Linked DNA regions of Mus musculus: all the other regions are linked to region 2. The links are chromatin contacts, called in public HiChIP or PLAC-seq maps. All regions are on one chromosome and are shown on one strand. The core of a region is the stretch at or near the end of the contact, and the rest is flanking DNA. Distances in the headings are between cores, read along the strand shown.

Region 1 (4,505 bases), core at 1,060-3,559, 120 kb before region 2:
TGACCCCAGGGCCGGTCCATGTTTCACTCTGAGTGCCAGTGACTCACTCAGGTCCCCATTAACTAGAAAGCTGGTGTTGGGACCCATGTTTTATAAATTTAGGAGTAGGTGTATTTCAGTACTTGGTAAAGGTGAGTTGACCCTTGTGGTGGCACAGACCTGTAATAGCACTTAGGCGGTGGAGGCAGGAGGATCTCGAATTCTGAATTTGGGATTAGCCTCAGCTAAATTCCAGAACCTGTCCATAAACGCTCCTGATAGATAGCTGTTTGGTGTTCTCCAGCTTGCCCTAGGGTTTAGCTTAGTCTTCTTACCCTAAGATACGTGTAACCTCTGGAAAAATCTAAGGCACAGTTCAGTGGGCTGGTGAGCAGTCTTCTTCTCACTGCTGTGGCATAAACTGTGTTGGAAATGGTTTTATGGGGTAGCACCAAAGGGAGTTGTCATAAATTCCTGTTTTCTAAGCAACCACTGTGTTACGGAAAGGTTCAGTTTTATTTTTCTTCATCACCGTGATTTTGATTTATGTGGGTCTGATAGGATGGTATCAGTGACATTAGGAGTAATTAAAGCATATTTTGAAATTCTGTCTTAGCACTGACCCAGCTTTGTGCCAAGGTACACATAAGAGGTTTGGATTTAAAAAAAATATTTTCAAAAATGCTCCTTTGAAATGGTAGACACTTTGATACTGAAAGAACATCGTTTTAATGGGTGGGGTTCTTGGCTTTTTAAAATTTTTCCCCCAAGGGTTTCTCTGTGTAGCCCTGGCTGTCCTGGCACTTGGTTTGTAGACCAGGCTGGCCTCAAACTCACAGATAACGACCTGCCTCTGTTTCTGCTTCACCAGTGGTAGAATTAAAGGCATGAACCACTACCTGACTGGGGTTCTTGTCTTGATGCTCAGAGTTAAACTTCTTAAATATATTCTGAAGGTTTCCAAGGGTATCTGAGGCCAGATCCAACTGATGTATGCCTGCATTCATGCTGGGCGGGGGAGAGGGGGCGATTATACACTTGTATCGTCTCCATTCGCCAGCCAGTCTTAGACTGCTCCGAGTTTTACTGCTTTTATTGAATCTTCGGAAATGTTTGCTGTCTTAGGAAACTCAGTGTGACATTCGGTTTTTCAATAAAAATGATTTGCCTCAAGGCCAGAGCTGGAGGGGCAGGGCAGCGATACATTAACGTGTTAGCATGGAATGGTAGCTCTGTGCATTTATTGTGAGACTTCCATTGTTTTCCTTGCTTTCTCTGGTGAACAGGAATTTCTTTTATATTGGAAAGAAACTGTTTTTGTTTTGTGAAAAGCACGAGTCCTTTTGAACCCATCCTCAGTATGTCCGAGGGGTAGCAAGGTGGGGAGTATGGGAGGGATAACAGATGGAACCGAGGACATAGGGAGCCAGGGTTGCCATGGGAACTGCATTGCCATCTTCCTGTCATCAATGATGTCCTTTTGTTGTTATTTTTATGCTTATTTACTTCAAAATAACCTTTGCTTTGAGCATTATTTATTAATAATATATCTGCTGTTGCTGGTCAGTCATAGATGTAACTGTGTGTTAGTGTTGCCTGCCTTGATTTAATGGAGGTGACACTGTTTTAGTTGAGAGCAGATGTATGGTGTTTGAGCCAACACTTTCTGTTAGACCCTCATGTGTCCTCTCTCTTCATTGCTGGCTGTGTGGGACTTTCTGGGCCACAGAGCCAAGTGTAAGGTTTTGCAGTTAGAGTGGTTTTGAACCTGGGTCTCTGATCCCGTGTGCTGCTGTTTCTCCCTATAAACCCGCCTTGATGTTATTTCCTTTTTCTTTTTTTAATGCAACAACATTGAACAATCTAAAACCTAGTAAGTAACACAGTCTTTCAGTCATGTTAACCTTTGCCTACTGTATGCCTCATTGTCCTCAACATAACTGTGACTGGGACAACAGCTGCCATTAATCAAATGAGCCCTTCCGTGGGTCAGGTACCGTGCTCAGTGACTGTACGGATGATCTCATGCGATCCTTACAACTCCCCCGTGAGGCCAGGACAGTTAATTTCCTCACCTTGGTTTTATTGATGGGGAAATCGAGGCTTAGTCATTGCATGTGTGCGAGGTTTGAGAGCAGCAGAGCTGAGAGTGGAATCGCTCCTCAGCTCTTACTACTTCGGTCCCTTTAGCCCTTCATATCAGGACCTCAGCTTTGGGTCATCTGCACGCACCAGTCCATCATGTCACCTTCCTGTGCACCTATTACTCTGCTGCATGTCACGGGTCCCCAGCAGATGAGGTGACTAGACACCACCAGCCTGCCGGGAACGTTCTCTCTCATGCTCTGCCTGGCTGGGTGTGAGCGGGAACTGCGTGTGTGGGAACTGAAGTTGGACTTGGATCCCTCCTTGATTTTGTTCTTCTTTGGAACTGGGGCCTTAAGCAATCCAGGGAGGCATTTCCAAGCCACAGCTTTGTTTCAGTGCAAAAAATTTTGTTTGTTTGTTTGTTTGTTTGTTTGTTTTTCGAGACAGGGTTTCTCTGTTTAGCCCTGGCTGTCCTGGAACTCACTCTGTAGACCAGGCTGGCCGCGAACTCAGAAATCCCAAGTACTAGGATTATGCTTTCTCTTTTGTGTCCCGTGGGTTCAGGGAACCCAGAGAACCTCTAATTCCTGTCTCCTGGAAAGATAGGAAGTCTTGGGAAAAAGTGGTCCCTCTCAAAGGATGGCCTTAGTTCCATGCCAGGAACAGGTTTCTGAACAGGTCATACTTTTTATTGCATCATGGACTTTCGATATCGGATGAAAACTTTGGTCTCCTTTCCCGAAGGCGACAACAGGCTTTTTTGTAGTGAACCTTGTGCTGAGCCCTGTTGTGTGTCAATCCCTTCAGATCTCTGTAACTCCATGAGGTATGGGGTCTTACAGTGTTCCCACTTCCCTGGATAAGGAAACTGAGTCAGCCAGGCGGAAACAATTTGTCCATGGACAAATGTCTTCGCATATGATTTCAGTCCTGGTTTTAGCACTCCAGTTCCTGAGCCACCACGTGTGTGACTTGAAGGTAGAAATCCATCTCTGCCCCCAGGGCAACCTGCCTGTCGGGGAAGTAGAGGGAAGACAGGCTGCTCTCATCCTCTCTCGCCTTCTTCTGTTTTCATTGAACAGTTAGGTGAGTTAGTATATCGGTGTCTAAGTGTCCTTGTCTCCCAGGGATCCTACATAGTGACCTAATTGGCATTTCATATTTGATCGGGAGTCTCATACTGTGGACTGCCCTCTGTCCTGCTCTTCTGTGGATCAGGGAGCGTGGGCTCTGGTGTTATTTATGATGAGGACATTCTCACTAACACGAGTGGACGCCACTGCCCTGTAGTATGTCTGCAGAGTGGCCCACAAGTAAAAAGTATAGCATGCCCATAGTTCCATAAGAGCCTATGAAGATTGGTTTGTGAGCACTGACTGTGCTTGGCCTTTGGTTTGAAGCCACAGTGGATATTTTCTTAATGCTATCGCCATTCAGTAATAACAGATTTTGTCATATTTCATATTCCTTTTCCTATCTTCCTTCCTCCCTGCCTGTCTGTAATTCCCACAGCAAGTGTTCTAAATATTATAGTATTGTGGAACATCACTCTTGAATAAGAACTCAGATACCTGTAGTATGCCCTTGCTTTTTGGAGAACTAGAAACAGTCAGAGGGGTGCAGGAGCTTGCCCAAGGCCCCACAGCCCATCCACAGCAGGGCCAGAACACAGATCATCACCCTTCTCAGACCATGCGCTGTATCTCATTCCTTAACTCTTTGCAAGCAGATGCAACAGGGAGCCACTTTTCCCTTATATGGTTATATGCTCTCTGCTTCTTCCTTGACAGCAGAGGCTGGGTCAGTTTACAGTCTCTCCTTCCTCCTCTAACTGCCACCCCCACCACCTCAGGGCGTGTAACGATGGGCCTTTCGTGAGAAGACCGTCTCCAGAGTTCTGAATGGTGTTAGGCTCACAGGTCATGCTATGAGAACTGCTAACTTCTCAAACATGAGGGTAGATCCCTGCTGTCGAGTCGGAGACTTTCCTCTTTCTAAATACTGTTTTCTCCCATTTAGTATGGTGATGAGTATAGCCAAGCTAGGAAACTCTTGGAAGCCAAAGTGCTATGGCTGATTGATTAGTGGCTGCTTTGAGGTCCCTCTCCAGCAGCAATCTGTACAAAGAACACATTTTTAAAGCTTAGTTCAAGCTGGTTCGAATAGTGATGCCTAGCATGCCTAGGTTGCAGCTCACTAGCTCACTACTCCTCGGGACATACCTCTGGGGATGTTCATGGACTTCTCTGCTAAGGAGAATTCCATTGTGTGTTACTCAGCTCTCCTAGTTACTCTGCCTTCTAAGGACAACTGTCTCCCACTTAGCTCTGTTTCTGGGCTTCCTCATATAGAGTCAGAGCAATGAGTAGAGGCTGAAATGGATGGAGAGGGTCAGAGTTCCACGTGAATGTTGGTAAACAGTGGCTGTACTTGTTTCT
Region 2 (3,856 bases), core at 897-3,396:
ATCTTTTAAAAAAAAAAAAAAAAAACCCTTTGACCCAAACTGAGATGACTATGTAGCAGGTTCAGGCACAGAGCAAGAAAGAACACAGGGCACACAGCTGTTGTTTAGTGGGGGCTGCTGTGGCCATGGCATGCTGCCACAGAGGTCCCCATCTAACACTGAGGCGAGCGAATGCCCCAGGAGTTTGTACAGTACTGACATCACCTGGGTGACTAGGGCTTGAACCACAGCCTGGCAGCTCTGCATAAATTGTATGGGAGTCCAGGCGTGTTTGGGGAACGTTAGAGTCACAAGAGGCAGAGCAAGGTGAAAGAAAGCCTTTTACCAGGACGAACCCTGCTGCATACCCCTTCCTCCTTCCCCTCTCCATCTCCAAGTCCTGGTGCCAGGTTTTAGGCACAGGGTACCTCGTGCCCCTTGTGAGCCAAGACAGAGATTTAATTGGGTTGTTCTGAGAAGCCGGCTAATACAGCTAAATTACTGGCCTTGATTCCAGTTTTTATGCTTTGGATATACAAATTCTTGATCAAGGCGACAGCCAACCAGGTTCAGACCTCGTGGGAAGCCGGTGCTATTTTCATGAAAATAGGATTTTTTTTCTTCTACAGAAACGACTGGGAGCCCCCAGATAAGAAAGTGGATACGAGAAAATACCGAGCAGAGCCCAAAAGCATTTACGAATATCAGCCGGGCAAGTCTTCGGTCCTGACCAATGAGAAGATGGTAATGTGCATATGAAAGGTCTTTTGTTTGCTCCTGTGTAGTTGGAGCTTATTCTTTCCCCACTAGAGATAGACTTGCTTTGTTTAGAACAATGAAAAGAGTTGAAGTATTTTCACCCTCTGCATTTCTGCAGGTCTTCATAAATTAGTCCTGAGTCTGCTTTTTAAAAAAACTGGTTTTTTTTTTGTGGCTCTGTTGTTCCATTTGTGCGTGGTTTAACTCATTTTAATTTTCTACTAACAGCGATTGATCTCACTTATTTTAGGAAAAAAAAAGAGTACTACTTTGTCAAAGTTACTCAGTAAAAGTTATTATTTTTTTGTAGGCAATTCTTGTTCGAAATGGATGACTATTACAGAAACGGCCAGTCTAGCATTAAAATCATTCAAAGATAACCAATAGAATGTTGTAACTTGGGGTAAAGTCCAGGCTGTTAGAGTTTTATCTTTTGGTCTGCTGTCTTTGATTGGCAAAGCATTGAGAACTAACATAAAAATCAGTTTGGCTTATTGTCCCTTACACAAATTCACACTTCTATAAAAATTAGGTGGGAAAAATGTGTGGAAATTCTAGGCTGCCATGGAAAAGTAGCCACTGCTGGGAAATAGGAAGACTTTACAAACTGATGAGTTTCGTATATGCCAATCCTGCTTCCTTCCATTCACCCTTCGCTAGGAAAAGCTGGCTCAAATTGTGGGGAATGGTCAAAGACTCTCTAAAGCTCCTGCAGCTTCACAGCCCTCTGGCTGGAGAGCAGGATGGAGATTCTGAAGTCTCCTTGAGAGCTGACAGCCTGCCGTTCTGTGCGTTTTTAGGGGATAATTGATTAGACTTTTACTGACATGAGGTGTGATGTCTTTATAAGTGCTCGAGTAATTTTAATTAGGAAAAAGGTCCCTGGTTCACAGAAACACTTTTAGAGCTAACATTCTTTTGAGTTTGCTGGGCAGACAGCGAAAGGCAAGCTGAGTGACTTCCTTCTGCTTCCCTGCCTCAGAGGGAGTTGTCTGCCACCAGGAAGTATCCCAGGCATAATGAATGCAACTGCAACCTTCAACCCAAGGGTTCCTGGAAAGAAAGCCACACTCTTTAGTAACAAGCAAGTGATCTCAGGGATTCTGGAGGCCCTTGGGTGCTTTTATTTGGGCAATGGCCATTCATGGATTGTCCAGGCCTACACTGAAGGCACACCCTTCTTCTTAAGGTTGTCTTTGTTTCCCCTTCCTTCTCTTGGTCTTAGTTGTCTCACCTCTATACAGAACGAGGAAAGCGACATTATTTTGTTTTCTCCTTTGCTATCAGTGCTTGGGATCACTGGGTTATTTTTTTTACAAGCACCGGGCAGTGCCCTCACAGTGCCCATCTTTGGAGTGGTGGAGACTGTCTACGAGGACAGCAGAACACCATCTGGTGTCTCAGTACAGGAGCTCCCCTGTAGTGCTCCAGGCCTGCGTCCCACCCGTAGTGGCATGCGGGCACCTATCCAACAGTTTAATTCAGTGCCCTTCAGCCCAGTTAGCTCCCTCCTTCCAAAGAGAAGTTGTCGGTTTTAGAGAGGAATTTCAGTTGAATCTTAATTTTTTTTTGACAGTGGCTGAATTGGTCCATTATGCTTGATCTTTTTTAAGTCCTGCTATTTTAGTCACGTGAACAGAAAAGCTGCTATGTGAATTTCAATGGGAGCCTTTCAGTGTGAGCCTTGCCTTTTGGAGTTATCTGGCTGGCTGGGGTTTCAGCAGCACCCCCATTCATAGATTTTTTGAAGAGAGCTAAAGAATCATTTCATTATCAAACGTGTAAACGGGTGACAGATGTAGGCTCTATGTTAGATTTTATTTTAGTTTCCTTTGTCTCTCCATGAAGAAAGAGAAACCCCACTTTTTCTTCCGTTTGAGGTGTTCAAACCTGCTTCATTCTGCTGATTTAAGAAATGGGCCCAGGCACGGCTAATTGATGCCATTGGGAAGAATGTTAAACTACATGGACTGTGGGGGCTTCTCTTGCCCTAGAGCTTGCTCCCACTACCCAAACCCATAAAACACTGTTACCCTCAGAATCCCTGGGTGACTTCCATTCTTGATGACCTGTTTGGCATATTCACAAAGATCTAAATACTTCATGCCTGTAAGTCAACCTTTTCTCTTCGGCCTTGGACTTAGAGATGCGTGGTTTGGTCCCAGTTGTCAGGAATGTCTAGGTTTTATTCCTTAATACTTTTTCTTTTCTTTGCTGAAGTCTCCCCAAAGGACATGAGCCCCATTTAATCAATATATAGACACAGCTTTTTCATGCTGAGCCCTGGGCTGGGTGTTGGGGTTTATATTTCATGGGTGTGTGGTAGCAAAGACAGATATCGGGATAGTAATTACAGGCACAAAATGAACAACACGTAAGTGTGAGTGAGGGGTTTACCCAGCTCTGTCTCTCTCGTCCTCTTAGTAGGAGGGTCAGTGGGAATATAGCATAGTTTACAGAATGCTGGATGGGTTATGGGAGGCCTGAGCTCTGGGTTCTAATCCTGACTCTACTGTGTGCCTTCGGGCAGTCATTTAATCTCCTTGAACCTCAAGGCTTCCGTTTGTGAGTAGAAATATTATCTGGCCCTCCAGCCTGGCGGAGGACCAGGTGATATGGCCAGGGGGAGTAATATGGGTATAAGAGCCATGAAGATTATAAAGCAAACACACCATAATCACATGATTTACTTAATTGAAATTTGAAGCTGACCAGCTTCAAATTCTCTGGCTCCTGTTCAAGCATCAACACTGTCTTTGAGGAGGTGACACTTGCCTGGCAAGCCACTTGCCCGTTCTGTGGATTTTATCAGGCTGGAAAAAGAGCAGCCCACAGCAGCAAAGACCAGACCCTGGCACTGTAGAGGTGTCATGGCTGTGGGAACAGAGAGCCCCCTTTGCTTCCAGCAGGGGTGTCCGTTCTTAGTCTGTTTCTTGATTGGTTGCTGCTCAGTTACACCTGGCAACCTAATGCAGGTATGAGCACTGTGGGTAATACCTTTTTATCTTTATGTCTGGGCAGCTCTCTCTCAGAACCGAGGCTTTGGATCTAAGTTATTTAACATGACCTTTTCTTTACTCAGCACTAGCCTTGGCAGTCAGCTATCCAGCAAACAGCA
Region 3 (4,259 bases), core at 80-2,579, 89 kb before region 2:
GACAGCTGATGTGGGCCAGGCACCATGAGCTGCTTAAGAACTGAAAGCAGGCCTCTGGGAGCCGCCATGCTCGCAGGTGCTGCGGCTGTTCAGGAAGTCAGCTGAGGCTTGGGAACTTTTGAAAGTCCAGGTCTGGGGCGTCGGAGTTAGGTTTTTGCTGTGCTGTTGGTATAAGTAGATCTGGTGTGTGAACGGTTTCTGACTCTGAGAGGTGATTGTCTAGGGAGTTGTTGAGGTGAGCAGCAGGAGAGGCAAAGGCTCAGTAATGCTGTGAGATTCTCTTCCCAGCATGGTAGATAAGTCCTTTATCTTTCAGGTCTCCTCTCGGGCATGTCGTGTCGGCCATTATTGGGTTCTCTTGGACTTGCTGTTCCTTTTTGCCTTTCTTTAGCTTGACACTCACCAGATGAACTTAACTAACCCTTTTTCTCCCTTCCTTTCCACTACTTAACTCCTACCTCAAGTCTTGGCTTAGGCTTCGTTCCAGGCAAGGTGTTGACGGTTGCTTCTTGCTCTGTTTTTTGCTACATCCCTTCACCCTGTGTACGCCACGTGTGCATTGTCCATGCTTGCTCTGGCCTTTCGTATTTGTGGGTTGGAAGTTTCCTTGAGCGTAAGACTGTCCTGTACCTAGCAGAGTGTGGCACATGGTGCTTGGTATGTGCCCTCTGGGTGGTTGTGGACTTCACTGTGGTATTGGTAGAGAACTGAATGTTAAAGCTGCAAGGAAACCATATTAGCAACTCTAACTCATTTGCTCCATTATTTATGTGCATCTGTGTGCATCTGTGTGTGAGAATGTGCACATGGGCACAAGTCTCTTCGGAGGGCAGAAGAAAGTTGGATTCCTTGGAGCTGGACATGGCTGGTGGGAATGAAAATAGGATCCTCTGCAAGAACAGAACAAGCTCTTAACCACTGAGCCATCTTTCCGGTCCCATAGCTCGTTCATTGTATAGTTTGCAGAGACCTACATCTCAGGGTTTGTTCCAGGCAAAGCAAGGACTCAGATTCCCCCTCCTGCTGTTCCCAGTGCCATGTGCCATGATGGTTTGCAAATGTGTTTGTGTGTGAAGATGGTGGCTTTCTGTCTCTTCTTAGTGCCTGGCTGCAGCAACTGCCCAGAGTGTTGTGGCATCGGATTTCTTTCCTGGGGAGGGGAACAGTGTCCTGACAACACTAAGAGCTTTTCCCCTGCACGGTGCCAGGTTTACGGCAGTCCTTACCTCACCGCTTCCCTTTCCCGCTTCCCTTTCCCTTTCCGCTTTGTCCTGGTTTATCTTTGGACAGGCTGAATCTTAGCAACTGTTGCTAAGTAAATAGAGGGCTTGCACATTCGGAGCTGTGGTGTCAGATATTCAGTGCCTTTGCTTTCACCTGTCCTGGCTGTTCTCACTCTTAGCATGTGTCGAGAACGGCACACAGTGGATGTTTCATCTGACAGCCCACAGGATAAGGGAAGCCTTAAGTGGGGAGGCAGCAGGATGCTTTGGTGTCAGTGAGAAAAGTGAATCTGTGTGTTTCAAGACCCAACCTTGGAACTGGGCTGTCTAGAAATGCCTGCTTGGATATTTTTTCTGCTCCCCATTCCCACTGATCACAAGTTCTGAGGGTCAGTTCAGAGTTGACCATTGGCAGTGAGCGTCATGACTGGTTTGAACCTTAGGCTCCTTTGGTAACTAACCAAATAGTAGATGGCTAAAACTGCCTTTGTTGTTGTTGTTGTTGTTGAAAAGTCACTGGAGAACAGAGGTTTTAAAAGGCTCTTTTGCTTCTTTTGCTTTTTGTTTCGTTTTGTTTTGTTTGTTGAGAGATACTGTGTAGCCAAGGCTGGCCTGGGACTCAGTCCTCCTGCTTCAGCCTCCTGAGAGCTGTGATTGTAGCCATGAGCCACCATGGTGCCTGGCCGCCTTTCCCTTCTTTTGGAACTCTGCAACATTGTTTCCCTAGGCATTTCTGTATGCCTTTCCTTTTTGCCTCTTTTTTTTTTTTTTTTAAAGTAAGAACTACACTATGTACAGTGACCTTTAAGCTCACAGGATTTAGAAATCCCGTGTCTTGGAAGAAATCCAGTGCTTTTGGTCTCAGGGATTTCTGAAGTCGCTTTGGGCCTTGTTGGCTTCCAGCCACATGGGAGCGTCTGATCCTCCCAGGGTTGGTCGGAGTTCCAGGCACTGAGCTAGAAGTGCATCAGCCAAGAGTTTGGCCTGTGTCAGGAAGGATTTTTGATTTGCTATATTCTCTGCTTGGCATCTGCTTATTTCCTCCCGGGACGTCCCCTTCCTTGGAAAAAATAAGTCCAAAGATGCCCGTCTGACTGATGAGCTAAGTAAGAAGTTCAGCCAGGCGTTTCCAATCAGGGATCATAACTTGTCAGTCATAGGTCACTGAGTGAGCAATGTGTCACCAACCTTAAAGAGTTTCTGACGTTCCCTCGCCTGTCCACAGGAGCCCCCAACACAGGCTAGTCTCAAGAATGACAATCTGAAATCTTGAGACAGGTCAGTCAGCATTGGTTCTGAGAGGCTGTAGCTCATGGAAAGTTCCTAGGCTGTGACCTGAAGAGCTGCAGTCCGTGGCAGCTGTACCCAGGCTTCGGGCTCCAGTCTTCCTGCAGCCATGAGTTAACTTTTTCATGTTGTAATAGGGAACTGTGGTTACAGATAGACTGTTGGAGGAGGCTGTGGGAGAGGGCAAGACCATCCTTAGAACTGTGTGCTGAAGTGACTCTCTCTGAGGGTCATGAAAGGGTCTCAGTGTGCCATTCCTTCTACTAAGTCAGCAGTCCATGAAATGCTCCTGCCTCCAACGTCCATCTGCTACATGTAGACTTTATGTTCTTTCATCTCTGATTCTACTATATTAGGTATAATTCATTTAAAAATCTGAAGACCTTTTAGAAACCAGTCGTAACAGGGTCTAGAGGGGTAGTGATCCCTCCCTCCTTTGGTCATCTTTAGCTATGTTATTTATCAAAATGTCCAGGACAGGGCTAGATTCAGATGCCTGCCACAGATTGGTTACATTTAGTGGGTGGTGACTTAGTCTTTGTGTAAGTCTGCTGGATTGCTGACATCATGCTGACATCATGCTGACATGATAATTCTTTTTATCATCTTCACAGGGAAATACAGAGCTTCATTAGAGATCCAGTGACCCCCACATCCATCTAATATATCTAATCTTGAAAGGCAGCTGATTAGCTCCGTACTTATTCATTGTGAACATATGTCCTTTCGTGGCAGTCAGTATTTGCTTTTCTTAGATATTCATTTATTTAATTGTCTAGGTTTGAACTTTTATGGATGCTGATGTGAGATTTCTTGGTATGCTTCTAGAACCTTCTTTCAACCCATTCTCCATCCTGGAGATTTTTGAAGGATCACTGATTCATCAATGGCAGTTATGTCACTTTTTTTTTTTTTTGCCAAGGATCTGATGGACCTGGAAACCTGCCATTCCTAAAGCAGCTGAGGCTGGCCTGTCTCATACCTGTCTGTCTTCTGCCTCAGTTGCTTTCATGGGTTTTTCCTCCCAAAAAGATCCTCCTTGTGGTTGGATGGGGCAGCATCACATGGCAAGTTTTTCTTGTCGTATTACAGTGGCCACTTCAGCAGCTTCTTTACCTCTTTGCCTCTCTTTTTGACAAGAGAACAACTTTAAAATTGCAGACGGGGCTAGGGAGATAGCTCAGCCGGTACAGTGGACAACCCGAGTTCTCTTGTAAGAACCCGAGTTCCATCTCTGGAAACCACATGAAGTCAGGCAGAGTGGCTCATTCAGTCAGAGCTGGATGGCCAGCCAGCCTCATCTACTTGTTGAGTGCCAAGTGAGCGAGACGCTGCCTTTAATGAAAACAAAACAAGTGCAACACCCAAAGCTGTCCTCTAGGGCCCACGCAGTCTCACACTCCTGAAGGTTATTCATACCCCACTGTTTTAACTCATCCAAGGCCTTATCTTTTTCTCAAGTGCTTTGTTCAGCTTCTACCCCGCTCCCTTTATTGTGGCCCAGACACTAATAGAACATTCCAGTGCTAGGAGGGCTTCGGAGCCTTTTAAAGAACTTTCCAGACTCTGTAGCTCTCTGCCTCCCAACCCTCTCTGAACCAAAGGGTTTTTCTCAACTTGGATTTCCCTACTTCCCTTCCAAGAACTCAGCATCTTTTTTCCTCTTCCCTCCAGTTCTGTGGCTGGCTTTCTGGCTGCCTGCTACAACCTTGCAGGGCAGAGGTAATGACTCCCTACAGGATTCATCCC

The links. HiChIP or PLAC-seq counts read pairs in DNA pulled down with a chosen protein or histone mark.
Region 1: an H3K4me3 HiChIP or PLAC-seq map of intestinal villus epithelium shows a contact between it and region 2, with 6 read pairs. The contact joins two enhancer-like sites. A contact is called at or near these places in 1 of 15 datasets of contacts at CTCF or cohesin (the NIH/3T3 cell line), 1 of 484 Hi-C or Micro-C datasets (nephron progenitors), 1 of 115 datasets of contacts at active chromatin or transcription factors (intestinal villus epithelium) and 3 of 9 other capture datasets (adipose tissue, liver and pancreatic islet).
Region 3: a contact with region 2 is called in an H3K27ac HiChIP or PLAC-seq map of heart atrium, with 17 read pairs. The contact joins two enhancer-like sites. A contact is called at or near these places in 2 of 115 datasets of contacts at active chromatin or transcription factors (embryonic fibroblasts and heart atrium) and 2 of 9 other capture datasets (adipose tissue and liver).

What each region holds. Positions count from the first base shown.
Region 1 is chr19:40,462,430-40,466,934 of GRCm38.p6, reverse strand. The region is part of intron 1 of Sorbs1 (sorbin and SH3 domain containing 1); the gene reads left to right. Among named protein-coding and RNA genes, the nearest start is that of Sorbs1, 49 kb to the left of the region's middle. Within about 2 kb of position 2,309, at least 44 of the 459 cell types and tissues checked have an H3K27ac peak or open chromatin away from gene starts, as enhancers often do. A contact at or near this core is called in intestinal villus epithelium, where this site is marked.
Region 2 is chr19:40,346,766-40,350,621 of GRCm38.p6, reverse strand. It overlaps Sorbs1 (sorbin and SH3 domain containing 1), which reads left to right. Exons shown (of 29, transcript NM_178362.1): 16 at 609-723. Among named protein-coding and RNA genes, the nearest start is that of A930028N01Rik, 52 kb to the right of the region's middle. Within about 2 kb of position 2,146, at least 47 of the 459 cell types and tissues checked have an H3K27ac peak or open chromatin away from gene starts, as enhancers often do. A contact at or near this core is called in heart atrium and intestinal villus epithelium, where this site is marked.
Region 3 is chr19:40,434,886-40,439,144 of GRCm38.p6, reverse strand. All of the region lies in intron 2 of Sorbs1 (sorbin and SH3 domain containing 1), which reads left to right. Among named protein-coding and RNA genes, the nearest start is that of Sorbs1, 77 kb to the left of the region's middle. Within about 2 kb of position 1,329, at least 101 of the 459 cell types and tissues checked have an H3K27ac peak or open chromatin away from gene starts, as enhancers often do. A contact at or near this core is called in heart atrium, where this site is marked.